Regions from separate parts of the Mus musculus genome. Here region 1 is linked to region 2. The links are chromatin contacts, called in public HiChIP or PLAC-seq maps. All regions are on one chromosome and are shown on one strand. Each heading gives the region's core, a stretch centred on a gene start, on an enhancer-like site or on the middle of the called end of the contact. The rest is flanking DNA. Distances are from core to core; before and after follow the strand shown.

The links. HiChIP or PLAC-seq counts read pairs in DNA pulled down with a chosen protein or histone mark.
Region 1: an H3K27ac HiChIP or PLAC-seq map of embryonic stem cells shows a contact between it and region 2, with 6 times the contacts expected there. The contact joins two enhancer-like sites. A contact is called at or near these places in 1 of 15 datasets of contacts at CTCF or cohesin (the NIH/3T3 cell line) and 4 of 115 datasets of contacts at active chromatin or transcription factors (astrocytes and embryonic stem cells).

Annotation. Positions count from the first base shown.
Region 1 is chr11:4,801,773-4,804,472 of GRCm38.p6, reverse strand. Nf2 (neurofibromin 2) reads left to right here. Exons shown (of 17, transcript NM_001252250.1): 7 at 720-795. Among named protein-coding and RNA genes, the nearest start is that of Nf2, 46 kb to the left of the region's middle. Within about 2 kb of position 1,347, at least 95 of the 459 cell types and tissues checked have an H3K27ac peak or open chromatin away from gene starts, as enhancers often do. A contact at or near this core is called in embryonic stem cells, where this site is marked.
Region 2 is chr11:4,306,912-4,309,611 of GRCm38.p6, reverse strand. No RefSeq gene overlaps it. Among named protein-coding and RNA genes, the nearest start is that of Gm24803, 16 kb to the left of the region's middle. Within about 2 kb of position 1,266, at least 151 of the 459 cell types and tissues checked have an H3K27ac peak or open chromatin away from gene starts, as enhancers often do. A contact at or near this core is called in embryonic stem cells, where this site is marked.

The DNA.
Region 1 (2,700 bases), core at 98-2,597, 490 kb before region 2:
GTTTCGAGATGAGAGAGAGGACAAGAACAAGGTCACAGGGAAGCTTGAGTTAAATACTTCAGTACTTTTACCTCTCAGGGAGTTTTCTGCAAGTCACTGCTGCATCCAGAGCTTGCTTTAAGCTCGACTTACAACACAGAAGCATTCACCTACTGGCCTGGGTTTTATGGCTCAGATAGTTCTTGCCTTAATCTTCAGCAGTAACCCAAGAGATAAAACCAGGAAAGTGGGTGTTGTCAGCTTCTAGAGAGGCCCCTTCATTACTGAAGCTCTAGGTTAAGGAAGTACACAGAGACAGGCAGTGACTTCGTGCATTTGAGGTCGGAAAGAATGAATGCACTGTGGCTTTGTTTTTTCTTTCTGCCAATGCCGGGGATGGAACCTAGAGCTTTGCGCATGCGGAGTGAGTGCTTTGCTGCTGAGCTACACTCCCAGCCCCCACGTTCTTTTTTTTAAATCACTTGAGACAGATGTCACTATTTACCAAGGCCAGAGTGTGAAATTGAAGCCAAGAGTCAGTGTAATGAATCTGTTTTCTTATTTTCACGGGGATGGGAATCTCTGGGTTGAGAAAAGTGTTGCTGTGTCTGGTCTGTCTCATCTTCTGCAGGTCCCTTCTATCTCACCAGAGGCATGCTCAGAATATTTGACTTGGCAAGAGTCTGTCCTTCATCCTTGTCACTTAGCCCTAATAATGGTGTCTTCTATTCTCCTCACAGGGATGAAGCTGAAATGGAGTATTTGAAGATAGCTCAGGACCTGGAGATGTATGGTGTGAACTACTTTACAATCCGGGTGCGTTGACTCCTTCCCCAGTTCCCTGGCTCTCAGAAAGACTGAGTCGAGGCCACACAGGCAGATGGGTCACTTCCTCATCCCAGGGTGCTTAGAGTCTTTATGGTTCAGTAGTAAAGAAGAAACGGGAAGACAAGGTCGAGAGCCTGGTTTCATTTGGGGCTTCGAATTAGATCAGAAATAGATCAAATTAAGTGTCATTGGTACCCTGAGGGACTCAGGCCCGGTTCTCTTCTTAGCAGAGACCTGTTGGAATGCTGGCCATGTAATGTTTGATTATTCCGGCCTCTTGGGAAATCCAAGGAGCACCTGGAAATAATGTCTTTCCCCGGGGCCCACTGCTCTTAGAGATTCCTAATTTGTTTGGGTGGAACTCTTGTTCTCACTGTGAGGCTAATTAGTTTTCTATTCAGACCATTAATGGTCTGCAGGCCTCCGGGAACCATGCCTCTGCAGAGAAAGGCATTTGTGTTCTGTTCAGGTCTGGCCCTAGAGCGTGTTTCTCGCTCGTTGGGGGATTTGGCTGCTGGCTGCGGTATTCATGGCTTCCTCCAGAGGAGCACATGCCAAGTACCGGGCTTTTCCTCACTGCTGGGTGGCGGGTGCCAGGAAGCTTGGCTACAGAGGAGTAGCCATTGAAGGTCAGCTGCAGCCATCCCCTGGACTATCCCACAAACTCTTTGCTTCCCCCTTTTGGGGTCCTACAGACAGCCTTTATGTTAACGTTGAGTAAATTGAATTAAGCATGATTTCAGTATTCTAGGATAGCTTTCTACTTAATTTGTTTCCTAAATGCAGGTTTTTGTGGATTTTTTTTTTTTTTTTTTTTTTTTGCATTAAAAATCAGGGCATAAGCCGGGTGTGGTGGTGCACGCCTTTAATCCCAGCACTTGGGAGGCAGAGGCAGGCAGATTTCTGAGTTCAAGGCCAGCCTGGTCTACAGAGTGAGTTCCAGGACAGCCAGGGCTACACAGAGAAACCCTGTCTCAAAAAAAACCCAAAAGGCTGGTGAGATGGCTCAGTAGCTAAGAACACTGACTGCTCTTCCAAAGGTCCTGAGTTCAGGAACCACATGGTGGCTCACAACCACCGGTAATGAGATCTGACGCCCTCTTCTGGTGTCTGAAGACAGCTACAGTGTACTTATGTATAACAATAAATAAACATCTTAAAAAAAACTTTAAAAACAAAACAAAAAACAAACAAACAAACAAAAAAACCAGGGCACACTGAAATGTACTACCACAATAAGCAAGGGCCTAAAAGATATTTTACTTGTAGCAGGACCTGAGTTCAAGTCCCAGCTCGTGGTTTGGGAGGCTCACAATTGCCTGACATTCCAGCTCCAGGGGATCTGAGGCCTGTGGATTCTGAGGGCACTTGCACTTATGTGCACAGACACAGAAATACGTAACTAAAAACCATCAAAATAAGAACAAATCTTTAAAAAAATAAGAATAAAAAAGAATGCAGAAGGTTGTTTCTCGTGTGTCATGAGGGCCAGTGAGATGGAGTAGTAGATAGGCAATTGCTGCCAGGCCTGACATGCTGAGTTCAGGTCATGGAATTCACACGGTGAAAGGAGAGAACTCTTGTTCTTACTGTACGGCACATGGTCCTATGATCTTCACATGTGTGCTGTGGCATAAGCATGCATTCACACAACACACACAAATTAGTAAGTATTAAATAATTAAAAGTTTTATTAGTTTGTGTTTGACATCTGTTTCTTTGAGGTTAGACTAATGCATTTCTGTGGTTTTGTCTCTTGCCCACCACCAACATTAATTGTTTAAAAGAAAAAAGCATTTGCAATCCTTAGAAAATGGATTTCTTGGGCTAGGCAGTGGTAACACACACTTTTAATCTGAGCACTCAGGAGGCAGAGGCAGGCAGATCTCTGTG
Region 2 (2,700 bases), core at 17-2,516:
GGTTCTAAGCCAGCCAAGGCCTTCATAATGAGGCACTAACTCAAAAACTCCAAAACCATAAATTAACCTGAATATGAACATTCTTCACAGAATTGGAAATGAATGTAGGCAATTTTATTTAAATTTATTCAATTTTGTTTAAGGATGGTTTTACAGGTAAACAAAGTGGCATCTGATAGCGTCATGTGGGCGAAAGCTCTCCATGTAAGCCCAGCGCCTGGGGCTCCTGGCACCGGGTTTTACCATCTTATCTGCCCATAAAATTGTAGGCTCAGGAACACCCCATGTGGTGACCTGGAATCAGGCCCTGTCCATGAGCCCTGCTGTCTGGAAATATAAAGGCTCACACTGTATTGGCTTTGGCCACTGAAGAGAGGGAACACTCTGAGGTCCTTGAAGGCTCTCAGCTGAGGGGGCGGGGAGAAATGTGGGGAGCCTTGTACTTACAAAGTCAAAAGGGGAAAACATGTGTTTCCCATTTGTCTTGGGATGGGAAAGAAAAACTTTTCCTTTCACTTAATCTGGTTCAAACAAACAGAGAGACTGCCCTTTTTGTAAACTCGCCGAATGTCAAATATTGTTCACTAGCATGGCATCAGCTTACTAAGCCACGACACAGCCACTTTCCTCACGTAATCCCCTCAATTAGAAGGCACTTCAGCCTGAAGAGGGGCCACTAAACTAATACACACTTCCTATGAACTGGATGAGAGTCAGCCGTGGAGTCAGGTTTCCAAATCTATAGCCGCTGATTTCAGCCAGAGCCGGAGGCAACGTGGCTACAGTCATGACTCAGGATTCTGTGAGTGAAAGCAATCACGTCAAGTGATGTAAGAAAATTTCCCCGTTCCCCATCCCCTGGCCGCCTCCTCCCTGGGGAATTCAACCGAAGAGCCTTGGGTGTGTTGGGGTGAAGGGCATCGTGTGCCTGGGTGCCCGGTGGCCAGCGCAGTGCCTATCAGCTTACAGCGACCAGGGTCGGTGCCTGACAAAGGAAGTAGTACCCTGTGATGAGCGCTTTCCTGTTGGTCCATGAGCTCAGATAATTGCATTGTAATGTGTGTGAGAATCTTATAAACTAAACCGGGAGACGAAGGGGCCTGTGGTGGTCTGGGCTGAAGTTGAGGAGGGAGGCGCTGATGCAGGCCCAACCTTTGAAGTCACTCTGTTTGTGAAAAGTCTGCCCGGCTCTCTTAAGGAAGCTCCGCTGGAATGAGGTTCCTGCGCATGTGGGGTTTGAGGCTATTGTCTTTGGCTCCGACTTTCCCCTCAAGCCCTAGCTAGGACATGTTTAAATCCCATAACAACAGCCTGACATGGAATTGCTCACTCTCTCATTGCATCAGGGGACTTTTACTCGGGCAGATTTTGAATGCCTCATTGTTTAATAGGACAGGAAGTTTATTTTCTATGTAAATGAGGAATCTTCCCCACCCCCTGACACCCCACCTCCACACTTTTTTACTGCTTGGGAGATGGGTGCAGAGGCCTGTCTGGTTATCTCCAGTCTAGCTCCTTCCAGGGGCAAAACTGCACTGGTTTTTTTTTTTCTCAGAATTAGCACGGAAGCCCTTAGGCATGCTTCACCAGTGGTTAGAGCCACTCTGTGACAGAGCGGAGGTACATCTGGCAAGAACTGGGCTTTCTCAGCTGGGTGTCATGGCCACACACCTGTTAGCCCAGCATTTGGGAGACAGAGACAGGCTGAGTTCTAAGTTAGCCAGGGCTACATAGTGAATCCCTGTCTCAAAAAAGGAGAGAGAAAGACAGAGACAAAAGGAGAGAGAAAGACAGAGACAGAGACAGAATGTACGTGTGTCTCTAAACATCTTCATTTTAATCTGAATTGAAATTAACACCACACACACACACACACACACACACACACACACACCATTCCCAAACCTAGAGATGCCCCCTTCCTTTCCATGGGAATTACTGAATAACGACCAGCATCAGGCTATAAGGGCTCTGACCTACAAGGCTGTGGGAAGCAAAGAGCAGGGCAAGCCCACGTCAGCACTGGTCAGCCTCCATCAGAGCAAACGTCTGAGAAGAGTAGATGTTTCTAGAAAGGAAAGCCTCGTATACTTCCCATCTCCGTATCACGCAGACGGCCACCTAAAAGGGCTACAGTATAATGACCTCGGCCACCTAAAAGGGCTACAGTATAATGACCTCCTCCAAAAAAAAAAAAATGTCTGAGAGAGAAAAAAAAAATCAAAATTGTCTCGTGGGGCTGGAGAGATGGCCCTGCTGTAAAGAACACTATTGTTCTTCGAGAGGACCAGGTTTCCATTCCCAGCACCCGCGTGGAGGCTCCCGACCTTTTGTACCTCCAGCTCTGGGGGATCCAGTGCCCTCCTCCGACCTCCTGAGCCACTGCATGGTGCGCTCCATGCTCATAAAACTTTAAAACCTTTCTCTCAAGACATCCAAAAGGAAAGAGGTAATGTTTTGGGTTTTTGTCTGCTTGTCTTGCTTAAAGAGAATAGCCAGGGGCTGTGCATGAGACCGAAGGTCTGGGCTAAGTCTCCAGCATGGCCTTGTATTCATTCCCGGAACCACCGCGTTACCCTACAGCATACACGCGAGCGGCTCCGTCTTTAACATTACAGCAGTGCAGGCTAGGGGTGCAGTTCTTAGCATCCATGGCAGCCTGGGTTTGATCCTCTGGACCTCGTATGCTGGGTGTGCTAC